Linked DNA regions of Mus musculus: region 1 is linked to region 2. The links are chromatin contacts, called in public Micro-C maps. All regions are on one chromosome and are shown on one strand. The core of a region is the stretch at or near the end of the contact, and the rest is flanking DNA. Distances in the headings are between cores, read along the strand shown. Region 1 overlaps Plpp4 (phospholipid phosphatase 4). Region 2 holds the start of Plpp4 (phospholipid phosphatase 4).

Region 1 (7,342 bases), core at 1,952-4,451, 50 kb before region 2:
ACAAACACACATGCATGTGTGCTCATACATGTGTGCTCATACATGCATGCTCATACATGCGAGCTCGTGCATGCATACTCATGACTTATGACTTGGGGCCATGAATTACTGGATAAGGAAGCACCTGGGTCAAGGCTCCCTAAGAAAGCATTTCAGTTAGAAAGTAGGAAAATTCACCTTCAGATAAGAACATTCCAACCTACGAAAAGACCCAAGATTTTCCATACGGAAGAAAATTTAGGCCAGTGAGGTGGATAAGCCAATAGAGGCACACTATGCAAATCTCTACTACCTGAGTTTCATCACAGGAATCTACATAGAATAAGGGAAAGAACCAAGCAATGCTCCCAAGTTGCTTTCTGACTGTGGCAAGCATGCCACGGCATGTGTGCATGTGTGCATACACACACACACACATACACACACACACACACACACACACACACACACACACACACACACACACTAAACAAATGAGTAGAATTTGAGCTTCCAAGGGGACTGGCCTAGATTAGATATCAGTGAGACTATGTTCTCTAGTCAAAATTCTCCTGAAGACACTGGGAAATCTGAGGGCCCAAAGCTGACAAACAATAGATATTATTAAGCTCTTCATAAAGTCTAGGAGAATAAATCTAATTATGGGATGACAAAGTATTTTCCACCTTTGCGTTTTGGGTATTTTAAATGATGTTTCTGCTCTCCTGTTGCTCTTGTGGGCTGCACTGGATTTGTAGCTGATAGAGTGTCCTTCATCACCCACTATTAACTAAGGAAAAGGTTGAGCTTGTTTTATTTTAAGATTAGAGAGTGAGCCAGTCCAGGAAGTCAAATCGACTTCTAGCTTCCAGAAAGTGTGGTGCTGGATGCCCTTTTTGCATCTCATTCCAACCACTGGCAATATGCAAATTGTTTCAGCCCACTTGTGTCTGTAGCTAGAACACTTGTGGTGTCTGCATTTAGTCTTCAAAACAATCCATTGTTCATAAATCCAGGCCGGAGCTGCAAATTCCTCTTGGTGTCCTGTATGAGCATTCATCTCCAAATTGCCTTTTACTGCACATGAAATGTGAAGCCCTGGGAAGAACGGGTCTGAGTGATAAACAGACGCTTTCCCCTAATTGTGCTGTGAAGACATTAGCCACATACCAGTTCGTTCATATCTAGGATTTATTGAGTTAGAATAGAATTGGAAACGAATCTTATTGTAATACGTGAGTATTTGTTATGCCCTACTGCCAACCGACCTTAATATTTCACTTTCTCTAAGATTTACAGAAACCTATTTTCTTTTTCCAAGCTGAAAAGTAATTATGAAAGCAACTATAATAACACCTCACTGTCCACACAGGGTAGCATCCATTTTCATAACACCTGACTGTGCACACAAAGTAGCAGCCATTTTCTTAACACCTGACTGTCCATGCAGGTTAGCAGCCATCTTCATTTGCAGATATGGGTATCTTTCCAACTGTCATTACTTAAAACACTTTACTCCGTGAAATAACACCATTTCTTTCAAATAGTCCAATGTGTGTCGTGAATGTTCTGGAACAGTCATGGTGGGTCAAAAAGGAATCACCTCCCATCCACTAGGCAGCCCATAGGAAAGTTTTGTTATTGTTCCTAGTGAAGGGGCAGCACGTGACGGCTTCCTCTGCTACAGAGCTGCTCACTGGCAATGCTCCAAGAATAACAGCACTAGTAAGGAGTTCCCGACTCAAACATCCAGGAAAGTCTCAAGGAGGACAGTTGAGCTCCATAGTTGGTTACCCAGATCATACACTGTCACCCACTAACTGTGGCATCAGGGTCATTCCTTCATCTCTCTGGGATGAACTTCTGACCCTGAAAGCCGTGAATAGTAATGACCCCTTCCTCTCTGACATAGTCTAGGACCATATAATGTAGTCTCTAATATGCACTGGCACACAGGGAGGGAAAGGGAAAGGCTATAATTGCCGTGTGGTAAGAGGAGGGAAGAGTAACCCCACTCTGTCACTTGATTAGGTGTTTCCTCATTTGTTCTAGGAGATGCAGATAACATCTAGTGTTTGATATGGGGTAGGCTGTCCTTTGTTTGTTTGTATATGTCCGGGTATATGGTGTAAATGTATATATTCCTTTTGGCATGTGTATGTAGCATGTATAGAGGTCACTAGTTGAAATCAAATGCCTTCTTCAATGGTGCTCCACCCTACATATTGAGTCAAGGTCTCACACTTGAACTTATCGCATACATAGTGATTTGGCTAGTCTAGCAAGCACACTTGCTGAGACTCGCCTTTCACGTGCTGGGATTACAGACTGGTCATCAAACCCACTCAGCATTTACATAGATACAGGGGATTTGATCTCCAGTTCTACACTTGGGTGGAAAACATTTTACCTAATGAGTCATACCTCAGCCTACCAAAGGGTCATCTTATCACCAGACAAGTGGTTAGCAGAGCTCTCTGTATTGCCCAAGTTGGAAATTTTCAGGCTTATCCTGAAAGGAGAAGGGACGGTAAATTCTTGTCACTAGCTTCCAGTCTGACTTTACTACACTGTCACTATGCGGAAACATTCAACTTAAGTCAGGTAGGCAAATCCGCTCTGTTTCTGAAGTGTTGGACAGTCACAGTCTCTCAAGTGAGCAATCGGTGCCTGTCATGCTCTGGAAGCGAGTTTCAATTGGATGCGCTACCTTCCTCTTTTTCTAAAGTTGCCTACTGTCTTCAGCCTAGCACAGCAAAGGTCAAAGCCCATTTGGTGTGTAGGTGGGCTAGTGGACACACTGGCCACCAAATCGTGGTACTTACAAACATGAGGCGGGTAGGTATGTTGTCTGACTGCACCAAAGGATTTTTATAGAGCCAGATCTCTTCCGGCTGGATGACTCTCTGGAATGGATCCAAAAATTCTGTAAAACTGAAACAAAACAGAGAAAAAGGACATGACAGCTGAGCACTCAGGGGCCGTGGAAAGGGCTTCCCAGGGGAAGCCATAGTTTGCATGCCCCCAGAAGAGTCTTCCCGACTTCTGGGAAGGGGAGAAACAAGGAGCCTCTGATGATGAGCCTCAGCCAGTTCCAACCAGAGAAAGACAAAGCAACAGAGACTCTAGCATCCTGTCACCCATGGCAGTAAGGACTCATTCCCTGGCTAAGGAGACAGCCAGGAAACAGCTTTGCAAAGACTCTAAGAACCCAGGCTCCCAACGTGAGCTGAAAGCTCAAGTATCACACAGCGGCTCACTTGGGGCCAGGGCCCGGCCAGGCTGTGAGCACAGTGTCTGAGAACAAAGATCTGAAACAGGAGTGGACTCAGCAGGTTCCCTGGACCTAACGAGGGGACAGGATGTTTCCCCGCCCTCCCTCCCATTGTCCAGATGAGGTCATGATGCTGCTTCACCTCCACTAGGGGGCAGTGGAAGGATGAGGTGAGGCGACGGGATGTTTTCAGTCTGCTAATGGGCTAGCTCTAGGCATCTTCCCTCTTCGTCTTTTTACCCTCTGAGAACTACTCCTGCCATGGTAATCTAGCACATCCCCAGCCTGGGCTAGCTCTTCATTAGTTGGACAACCAAAAGCAAGCCTTAAATAAAAAAGTGATGGGGGTTGGGAGACAGGCAATATTATGAATCAGACTTCAGCCAACGGCCTTTGCCCAGCATTTCCAGCCCTGCCTCCACCTAAATTTCATTCAGAATGGTTTCAAGCATGAATTGTTGGAAGCTGGAACATCAAGAAGTTCCAGTCTTCCACTGCCTGGCTGAGAAATTTTGATCCTGAGCCAAAAGGATCTAGAAACTTGGGTCTTCCCATAGTCACCCCTATTTTAGTCCTGGATCCAGAAATTCTCCTTGTTTTAGGCAAAAAAGGGACAGTCATCCAAGAGCGAGGTTCTAGCAGAACTGTCCACCTTGGAACCTCACTATGTATCCTAAACTTGGGTGTCATATGACCTTAGTCTGTCTGCACGTTCATGCACGTTTTCAGCAGTGAGTATACAAGGACTGTGGACTGAGAGCCTCCTAGGAGAGCTGGCCCCACTAGGAAGCCCTGATACTGCCAAACTTAACATACACTCTGAGCAGCTTCACAGTAATACCATCAAACAGACCAGCGTCCCAGTGAATTCTAATGTGCATCTATAAGAACCCATAATCCTCCATGCCTGTTTCTATATGCCTTCCTGCCCTTCCTTCTATTCTCTCTTCTCTGCATCCTCACATCTAACTGTCGGTGGGGTTTTAAATGCCAAGAATTTGTGTACTTAGGAATTCAAAAATAAAAAATAAATAGAGCTGTCTTTGACAGATCTGTTTAGCCCTGTGACAATAGCACCTCCACCTGAAATGAAAGAGTCACCTGGAAAACATTTGCCAGGGTAGTAATTGTCATAGAGACCAGCCAAACCCTCACCAACCTGTGCCCAGAATGTGTCTATTGTAGAATGGGATCCCAAGTGTGTCAAGAACCTGGTCTGCAAAACTGCTATGGCCCTGTGTACTTTCTCCAAAGCAAGGATCTGAAGAGCACTTCCCTGGGCACCAGAGAACTGCTCCGTGGCACGATCCTCCCATGAAGCTGCTCTATGCCACTTAGTAAAGCACTGCCCTTTGTGGGGCTGCAGTGTACACAGGTGCAATGGGGCAGCTTGGAACTAAATCAGAGGCCACAGCTGGAGATGGGTGAGAACTTCTGGAGGCTTGTTAGCCAGATGTATGTTATGGTATCCATAAACAGTATGGATAGGACCTGGGGGTGTGGATTTTAAACCATTCTCCAGGTCCCAGGCTCCAGCTCTGACGCCAGTAATCCCTTAAGGGACCTGAATTCTTGACTTCAAGAAACTTGATGACTTAATTTTCTTGATTGACAACCCTGGGGTTTCAATCCAGCCCTGGCTGTGTGGTGCACAGAAAGTGCTTTTCTTAATATCGCTGAGCCTCAGTTTCCTTTTTGTGAGGTGAACGTATCTCACAGATCTGGAATGGAAATTAAATTGAAAGAATACACATGGAGGTGGGGAAGAAGCTTGGTTGGTAGATGCTTGCCTGGCAGGCACGAGGCCCCAGGTCCCATTCCCAGTGCTAGATAAACATTGTGTGGTTGTGCACACCTATAGTCCCAGCTTTTAGCCAATAGAAGCTAGAGTTCAAACAAATGAAGGCTAGCCTGGGCTCTATATGAGAAAGGAAAAGAGAAAGAAAAAGAGGGAAAAGGAAACAGAAGAGAAGAAATAAATAAAAGAATGGGAAGGGAAGGGAAGGGGAGGGGAGGGGAGGGGAGGGGAGGGGAGGGGAGGGGAGGGGAGGGGAGGGGAGGGGAGGAGGATTTGTGAACTGCATAGAACACATAGTATTTTTTCCACTTACCACCACACTCCAGTCTCCAGTGTGTGTTTTCACCAGTTTTTAGTATATTCTTTGACTGTGTCACAGCCTGATCCTTGCCTCCAGGTATTTTAAAAGCATTTTAGATGAGATGAAATGCAATAAAGTTTGTCTAAAAGATATTTTTACACCACATAAGCTGCTCGTGATAGCTAAACCTTCAAGAATATCCTGATCACCATGACTCTATAAATCAACCTAAAATTTTTGATTTTGCTCATGACTTTGTGGCTCAGGAAATTTTGTGGGTCCTGCTGAAGAGCTCTTGCTTAGCCACTCTCCTTCTATAGAGCCTATAGTGCTGCACTAGGCATTATCAAGATGGCCACCTGCTGCCGGCAGCCTGACTGGAGCTGAACTGAAGGACTGACACATCACACCCCAGTCCCCAGGTACTGAGAATTTCATCCTGTATCCCAAGAGAAGCAGACCAAAGCAAACGGCGTCTCCTGATCCAGCCTTGAGAATGGATAATGTCGTCTGCATACTTTGGATGTTCATGACTCCCAAGGACTCGTGTTTGAACACTTGGTTTCTAGGAGGCGCTGCCGTTTTGGAAGGCTATGGAACCTTTAGAAAGTAGAACGGAGCTGGAGGGAATGGGTCACATGACATTTATAGGTCCACATTGTTTCTTGTGCTCAGTTTCCCAATCTGCCCAAATATAAGTGAACAGCCTTAGCTACCACTTCAGAGAGATGCTTCTGTCTTCCCTGCCAAGGTGGACTGTATCCTCCAACCATGAGCCAGAAAGGACACTTCATCCCTTAAGGATTTTTAAGTCAAGTATTCGGTTACAATGAGAAGACTAATGAAGCAGTCAGTCTGACCACACTTACGGGTGAATCTTAAAGTCTTCTTCAGAGAAGGGAAACAGATGCCTTCCCTTGACAGATATAGTAAGTCTTGACTACAAAAAAGCAGATGGTAAAGAATATGGCTTCAGCTACCACTGAAGCGCCATCTGGTATCCACAGGGTGACACTAACTGTAGTGGTACACAGCCCACTGTCAGAGACCCCAAAACCTTGACTCCCATTTCTTCCCCACAAAGCAGGCCATGGGGAAGAACTGGGAGTCAAGACACATCTGTCTCTGCATCTCTCTATCTCCTGCCTATGGTGGTGTTAATGTATACATGCATGCGTGTTAGTGGAGGCCAGAGGTCAACTAACCTCCCATATTGTTCCTCATATGTTGCCCCCTTGTTTTTTGACACGGGGGTCAATGAGACTTGGAATGCCCACTAGGCTAGACTACCTGCAGCAAGTTCTGGGGATTCACCTGTTCTGCTTCTCTAGCACGGGGATCACTCATGTATGTCACTGTGCCCTTCTTTTTAAGAGGATGCTGGGCTTAAACACATGTCCTCATGCCTTTGTGTTAAACACTTTACTCAAGTTATGTCCCTGGTCTAAAACTTTTACGTCCTAAAGGTCAGGTGCAATTTTTCTAAAATGCTGCAAATACTGAGACTTTTGACAATCCTTTACTGTACCCGGAGTGGCTGTAGCAAAAACCCCACATCTATCAGGCAAATCATATCCCCTGGGACCAATAGTGCTAAGAAAGATAGATGTCCCTTCTCCAGCCACTGGCGTCTGCCTCAGAGAAACCAGACAGGAAGGCAGCTGCTCAGAGGACCCAGGGCTTATAAAAGCAAATGGGGTCAGAAGAGGGCATGTAGAGGATAGAAAACACTAGAGACATTAACAGAGCTTCCAGGGGAGGGCACACGGAGCCCTGGACAAATCCTTGGGAGTAGGCTATAAAGCAAGAAGTAGAAAGTCTGGTTCTGTTCTGGGCCTGGGGAGATCATCCAGTCAGGGAGATGCTAACAGCACAACCATGGAGACCAGATTTTGATCCCTGTATCCTACATAAAAAAGCAAGGCACAGGAGTGAGCGTCCATAATCTCACCACTGCGGAAGGCAGAGACAGGAGGATCCCTGGAGCTCA
Region 2 (7,647 bases), core at 839-3,338:
TCTTTATAGATAATATTGGCAATTTCATATGAAACTCAAGAATCATGCCAAAATGCAATCAATGTCCATATGTATCCTGTGGTGGCAGGTGATTATAGATCCCGCACTAAAGAACACAGGAGGGGCCTTTGGGGAAAACACTGAAAAGTGATGGGTGATTTCATTGGTTGGTTGGTTGGTTGGTTAGTTGTTTTGTTTTTTACATGATGTTCTTAGAAAAAGCCAGACACACAAACAAAATTTACCAAGTTTTCTAATTCACTAAACGAGCCATTGTAGATTTGAAAACATCTCATACGTGTTTGGAAGACTGTTTGAAAGGAAATGTGAAAACATATAAATATTTTGCATGTGGTTAGACCCTTTTAAAATAAATCTTCCCGGAAGCAATTAAAGCAGAGAGCCTTCTAGCCTATTTCATGTTATTCCTGCATTACTTTTGTACAGACATTCCCCCCCCAACAAATGTTAGATTCTACCATGCACTAACCATCAGTCTATCATTTTTAACACCTAATCATTGAGTGGGGTTTTAGCCTATCTGCCAACCCAAAACTGCCCCCCATGCAATCAACCGGCAGCCAGGCCTTTGAAGGTTTACTCCAAAGGTAGAAAGACAGAGAGAAAGAAGGGGGAGGGGCTTGATTCTTTTCATATGCATCAAGATCCAACTGAAGTTCCTTCTCCCTGTTCCCAGTGAATAACACTAGTGTTCAGGCAGAAAGGGGAGGGGGTGGCCCACATCTGGAAAGCTCCTAGTCTTTTCTGATGGTATGAATGAATCCTCAGGATGAATTTAATCCCTAATTTAAACGCATGTGCGCGCGCGCGCACACACACACACACACACACAATAAATAAATAAATAAAATTTAAAAAGCATTCCTTTCTATGCATATACCCCAAGGTGCAGAAGTAGTCTTTTATACTACACACTTGCCTACCTGCCATGGTTGGGGCAGAAATTTATTGGGAGGGGTGCTTCTTGATTGCCTTGATGGGACACACACACACACACACACACACACACACACACACCAAGACTCCAGTAAATCGAGAAAGTCCGTGCAACTTTAATATATAAAATGTGTCAGCCAGCCATGGGTAGGAAAGAGAAAACCTGACCTACTACTGGGGGTAACAGTGCAGATGTGTCAGCCGTGGTAACCCGCAGTTACCCCCTTGGTAACTTAAGGCTACCTGCTAGGTGGGTTTGAACCCAAGAGACTAGAAAGCCGAGAAAGCTCCTTGGGGGAGCCCGAGCACAGACATTTCTGAAGAAATGGCACCAGGCTCCCTCCTTTTTTCCGAAATGACTATTCCTAGGTGCCACCTGAACATTTCAATGCTGTCCCCAAAGGGCTTCTGCCAGTCACATGTAAAAGGAGCTCCTGGTGTTCTGAGCCCCGCAGCCTGCTGCAGATCCTGACCTGCTCAACCCTCCATGGCAACAGTTTTCCAGGCAGAGAAGTAACGCAGACACCTATTTGAGGCTCTGTAGGGCTGTCAGTTCAGGAACCAGGGACATAGAAGGAGACCTAGGCTGACCCTGGCTGCCTGGGCACAGCATGGGGTGTCGGGAGAAGGGGCCAAGAGTAAAAACTGCCATCATCAGCTTCAAAGATCACAGGAGAGAGAGAAACTTCCCTAGGGCACGAGCCAGGCTGCCTGTCCTGGTCTTAAGGAGCAGCCTAAATTCCAGGGACAGGTGTGCGCGGGGCTGGTGAAAGGATCAGACTTGGGGCATCGGAGCTAGGGCCGCCAGACTTGCTTCCAGACTAGGAGCTACTACGGAAGCAGGTCTCAGTCCTGGGCATGCTAGGATTACTGTGCGCTGAGGGTCCCAAGAAAAGGAGGAGAGGATTTCTTTTGATCCCGTATGGAACATCCCCGGCACCAACCAAGGAGGGAATCTCGAACCCAGGCCCCGGCGAGACACAGCAGCGCAAACAAAGTTGGGGCTCCCAGAGGCTGAGTCTTTAGGTCCCCTCCCGCGGTGCACCACTACTTACACAAAGACCCCGAAGAGAAGGGCTCGCACCCCGATCTCGATGGCCAGCTCCCGCATGGTGCAGCCGGAGTAGCTCCCGCAGCGGCAGCTGGCGCTGTCCGTGGCTCCCACGGCTCGGCCGGAGCGGCTCTCCGGAGCCTGGGCGGTGAGGGAGGCGCGCTGCAGGCCGCGGGCGGGGGCGGGAGGCGGGCGCGGGGTGGGGGCGGCGGGGAGGGCTCAGTCCCAGCCTCCCGCTCTGGGCTCCCGGACACCCAGACACCAGCCTCTTCAGGTCCCACTCCTGATAACGCCGATCAGGGGCGCGTCAGGGACTCACTGCTCACTTGCGATCAGTGCTGTTTCTGTGTCCTGGGTTTGCGCCTGGCGCCCAGGACCCAGGAGGGGAAGCCTGGGGGATGCCCTGCTGTCGTCGCCGCCGCCTCCCTCCCGGCGCGCTGCGCGGCTTCCCGGCTACTGGGCCGCCCCTGGGCTCCGCGCCCAGCAGCACGCTCCGCCGGCGGCCGCTGCGCGCCTCCTCTCCAGCCTGCGACTCCTGCTCTGGCTCTCTGCTCTTTCTTCGCACACCCGCACGTGGACATGGAGATGGGCGCTTTGGGGATTCTCTCACACTCAGGACAGCCCTGGCATTCTCTGGCTCCACCTGGGAGCGCTTCTTCCTTTCTGCTTTCTGACCCTCTTAGGTCTTACCAACCTCAGATTTTCTTTTCCCCACCCCTGATTCTAGAAAGTTCCCAGAAGATTGCTCCCAATCTTTGCTTTCTCTCAGAAGGTGCCAGACTGGAATACAAAAACCCTGACACAAACTGAGGGCCAATGTGAACTTGGTCCCCGCCCTCTTATGCCACCATTGTTATGTAGTATCTGAGGACCCTCTCCTCTCCTCCAGCATCCTCCAACACCATCAGTGGCTTGGGGCTGCTGTGCTGTGGATATGAACAGCAGCTCTCTTAGCATCCCTGCCTGCACATAGCAGGCTATCATCAGGCAACAAGTAGAAGCAGGAGCCTTGGTCTCAGTACTCAGTCAGAAATTCAAATATAAATAAATGGTGGCCTGGGGGTGACAACCACAAGCCTGGGACCGGCGGCTTGGTCTTGGCTTTGCATTTGCATCACCCGTAGAAGTCATTAATCATACTTGTAGGGTTGTCTCTGGGGAACTTGGATCTTTCTTGGATTCTAGGAAAGACCTCTCAGGATTTTGTGAGCAGGGATGGATTAGAAGTTGGCTCCCGGTCCTGGGGATCTAGATTTCCCACTTGGACCCAAGTAGGAGTAGGTAGAAAGCAGACCCTGTTGCCAATGGCACATGCCAGCCCTTAGACAGCTGAGCCCAGGCGCCTCAGTGGGGAGGGATCCAGGCTGTGTGGAAGGAACACCATCCCAGCAATTGAAGATACAGAAGCAGTGTCTGCTGTCTGTGGAGGGCTTTGGCACGTGAGCAGTGCATGTATAGATCATCAGGCACATGGGATATCATGTTCAGGGAGACCAGGAGAGATGTGGAAGGAGGAGGAAGTGGCTCTGTTCTCCATGACTTGGGCCTAGCATTCCTATGAAGACAACTCTCTTCCCACAGCTTGACCAAGTTGTACCGGAAACCCTACGGCTGAGGTTGCCCGGTAGCTGTGTTCTGAGTGGAGTGATAACAAGAATGCGAGCAGAGACTTCACTTAACTGTAAGCATTAACCAGGCAGCTGTGCAAAGTGGGGTGCTGGATGCTAGGACTCATAATGTATTTCGCCCTGGAGAAGAGGGGTTCCACCAATCACACAGAGAAGTAAGACAAGATTAGGTGGGTGGTGAGGACCTCCTTGTGGCAGTCCTACCTACTCACCAGAGTCTATAGCAGAGACTACAATTGTGAATCTTATGTTTACGTTGTATTTGCTGTCTATTTGAGGCACCATCTCACTTCAATCACACTGACCTCAAAATCTCTGTAGCTTACATTGGCCTTGAACTTCTGACCTTCCTGCCTCTGCCTTCCAAAGCTGGGCTTATAGGTATGTGCGATTGCCATGTCAGGATGAAGATTATGGCTTTCATTTCTTATCTGTAAGAGAGTTACCTGGAGAGAGAACCTGAAAAGGTGTGCGACTTCATTGCTACAGTTAAGAAGTGACTTTGAGCCAAAAGAATAATGTAAACACCAAGAGCCAGCCACAAACCCTTTGATCTACAATGGTGTCCTGCCTGCAAGATCTGCTAGGGCAATGTTGGCACAAGCTTGTGGGAGTAACCAACTAATGTCTGATTAGACTTAAGACCCACTCCGTGAGATGGAGCCCATACCTGACACTGCTTGGAGTGACCAAGAACCTGAGACTTGATAGCCCAGGGACCTAGGGTAAAACCAAATACTACTGTTCTGAAAGAGAGAATGAGAGAGAGAGAGAGGGAGAGAGAGAGAGAGAGAGAGAGAGAGAGAGAGAGAGAGAGAGAGAAAGGAAGAAAGAAAGAAAGAAAGGAAGGAAGGAAGGAAGGAAGGAAGGAAGGAAGAAAGAAAGAAAGAAAGAAAGAATGAAAGAAAGAAAGAAAGAAAGAAAGAAAGAAGGAAAGAAAGAAAGAAAGGAGAGAGAGACAAAAATATAACAATAAAATGAGTCTTAATGATATTCTACTATACTGTGCCTCGCTCAGCCATCATCAGAGAAACCTCCTCCTTCACAGAACAAGTGTAAAGACCCACAGCCAGACATAATGCTGAGAGTGAGAGACCTTGGAACTCTCAGCCCTAAACAGGATGTCTCCATCAAATCCTTCCCCTCAGGGTTCAGAGAACCCCAGGGAAGAAGAAACAAAAAGAGAGTAAGAGCCAGAGGGGATGGAGGGCAGCAGAAAAGAAGGCCTCTAACCAACCTGATCAAAGCTTGGCTGAAGTCACAGAGACTCAGGCAGCAAGCACAGGACCTGCGCTGGTCTGGATCAGGTTCTTGGCACATACATGATGGCTTCCCATTTAGTGTGTTGATGGGATTCCTGGGTGTGTGTAGCTCTATTTCTTGTGCCTGCTCTTGGGCTATTTTCCTGCTCTTTGTTTTGTACAACTCTGATGAGTTAGTTTTTGTTTTTTATCACATTACATTTCTTTTTATCGCTATCTCTCAGTAGCTTCTTTGTTTGCTAATCCAACGTGGATCCAAATGGGAGGGGGGAAGGAGGGAAGAGAGTGAGAGGAGTAGAGGAAGGCAAACCCATAATCAAAATATATTGTGAGATAAACTGAGTCTATTTCAAATAAAGGGGGAGTGGCTTTGAGGGGTAGAGCTTTAAAGAACCACCTGATCCAAGCCCCACTCCTCATTTGATGCTTGAATGAGTGCTATGTCTTGTCATCTGAGACATTCTGTGCAGACTGCTCGTCCCTTTTGAGAGAGCTCGTCTACCTTTCAGACAGCTCCACTGAAAGCCCTGCCTTGAGGGAACTCACTACCCTGCAGCTTCTGTTGATTCAGTCATTCTGCTGGCCCCATTCCTGCACCCAGCCGCTGTGGTCAGAGCAGCCTTATAGCAAGCCACGGGTGCTGCAAGCTAAATGTATTTAAGAAAAAATTACTGAAAGGCCCACGGTCCTATGGGCTTCAGGTTCCACTTCATTCAGGGCGCAAAGAACATCATCAGGACTTGATGTTTTTTATCCAGCTTTCCGCTGTGTCTGTCCTGTAGGGTCTTACTTGGAGTCTTGATAGTCAAAGAGTTCTATTAGTCAGAATCAGATTGCCTTGATCTCATGACTCCCAACAATGTCATTGCTGAATGCCATTCTTGCTTCAAACCCTGAGCCAATCACCATGGCCAGAAAGTCATACTGGACTGCTTGTCCCAGACATGGGCTCCTGCTTCATCCAAAGCCCCTGACTGTGAATGAGGCCAAGGTGAGCCCACAGACAGGGTGGACACCTTGGCGTACACTGCATGCTTGATGAGGTGATGAATGAACGGCCTTCTGTGCCATGACCATGCAGACTGGAGACAACTAGGTTGTTCCAATAGGGATGTTCTAGCCAACCAGCGATAGGCTGCCTGTGTCTGCTTTTGTCAGTACTGACTTTAGAGCAGACTGGAGCAAAGCTGGGATGGCTTTCCCAATGCTTGTCTTCAGCTGTCCAGTTCCTGTCACTTTGGCCCAAACCACCCTGTCATCTGTCCTAATGACTTCTTCTGTCACATTTCCAAGTCTGTTGGAAGAAAGCACTAGTCAGACTCATTATATAAACCTGTAACATGGTTTCTTGGTGTTCCTCTCTCTCTCTCTCTCTCTCCCTCTCCCTCTCCCTCTCCCTCTCTCTCTCTCTCTCTCCCTCCCTCTCCCTCTCTCTCTCTCTCTCTCTCTCTCTCACACACACACACACACACACACACACATACACACACACACCTGTTTGAGCCAGGTCCCTCTTGAAGGGCAGACCTGCTCTATCTCTTCTAAAGAGGGCTACAGAGGACACCCTCATACCCTCAGTGCTTTGGATCCCACAAAGCAGGCAGCCACCTCCATTGTTTGTATACAGCTGGCCCTCGCAACTATCCAGCTATGAACATCTGCCAAGCAGGTAGAGAACTCCAGAAGAACCATGCCGCTGCACAACCAGGTAAATGAGTCCACAGAAACGTGGAGCAAAGGCAGAGTAGAAAAAGCCGCTGGTGTAAGCAAGACCAGTCCTGACAGTCCTGCTGGGCCGTCAGAAGCCTACTGTGGAAGGTGGAGCACTCTAAGGAAGAAAGAAGCTTGGATCTGGGCTGCTAACAGGCCCACATGTTCTTTGCTGTAAGAAATGAAATGACGAATCACTGAAGTATTCCTGGCCACTGGAGCTATAAAGTATGAGGCTGATCTTTAACTGGACACTTGAGAAACACAGCTTCCCTGACTCTATGCACTTCATGACGTTGAGTGGGTCTTTCCTACTGAGCTTACAGGCACACAGAGAAAGTCGGCCAGTCCACTCTACAATCAAGCCTCTGCTATGTTAGTTTTCTTACAGCATTCAGCAGAATTGTCCAACATGATGCTCCCAATAAAGCTCTCAGAGCCAAGCCCAAATCTCCCTCCCAAGACCAAAAGCTGCAACTTCTTATAATCTCACTCCCCAAAGTTCCCCTCTATAAAGGAGAGGCACTCGGCTCACTGCTCTTAGAGTGGATCCAGCAACAGGCAGCGAGCACAACCAGCCTGACCTACAAGCTCCCACAAACCCTGCCTTTCTATTGGCGTTGCTTGGCACGCCTAAGACAGCAAGGATCCAAGAGGAATTTCAAGTGGGTTATCAAGTTTAAGCTTGTCCATGAATTATCTCCCAGCAAGTGCCTGTCCACTTGACACCTCTAGGGATGTAGAATTCATCTGAGGCTTGTTCTGTTTCAGGAGAGATCTATTGTGTGAGTAGAAACAGATTTGCCAGAAGCCGAACTCCATGAGTCTGAATTACGCTTTGGGGATGGCACAGAATAAATGCAATGACTATTCTACAAAGTAGACCTTTAATTACAGCTAAGGTGGTAAGGGGAAGAGAAGGGGAGAGGATCCTCTCTCTTCCAAGCTCTGCTCTCTGTCCTTCACTTTGCTTGCTTCCCAGCAGTAATAACAGAAGACCACTGAGAACCTAGCACCAGACTTGTCACAACTGTGCTTA

The links. Hi-C and Micro-C count contacts between places; a contact is called where the count stands out from the background.
Region 1: a Micro-C map of stem cell-derived neural progenitor cells shows a contact between it and region 2, with 3 times the contacts expected there. The contact joins the enhancer-like site here to the promoter of Plpp4 in region 2. A contact is called at or near these places in 3 of 39 promoter capture datasets (embryonic stem cells, epiblast stem cells and neutrophils), 5 of 484 Hi-C or Micro-C datasets (the G1E-ER4 cell line, cerebral cortex, stem cell-derived neural progenitor cells and 2 more) and 3 of 115 datasets of contacts at active chromatin or transcription factors (SST interneurons, embryonic stem cells and neural progenitor cells).

What each region holds. Positions count from the first base shown.
Region 1 is chr7:129,303,195-129,310,536 of GRCm38.p6, reverse strand. Plpp4 (phospholipid phosphatase 4) reads right to left here. Exons shown (of 7, transcript NM_001080963.1): 2 at 2,805-2,913. Among named protein-coding and RNA genes, the nearest start is that of Plpp4, 50 kb to the right of the region's middle. Within about 2 kb of position 3,201, at least 24 of the 459 cell types and tissues checked have an H3K27ac peak or open chromatin away from gene starts, as enhancers often do. A contact at or near this core is called in cerebral cortex, neural progenitor cells, stem cell-derived neural progenitor cells and 1 more, where this site is marked.
Region 2 is chr7:129,251,535-129,259,181 of GRCm38.p6, reverse strand. Plpp4 (phospholipid phosphatase 4) reads right to left here and starts at 2,088. Exons shown (of 7, transcript NM_001080963.1): 1 at 2,013-2,088. The coding sequence starts at 2,068.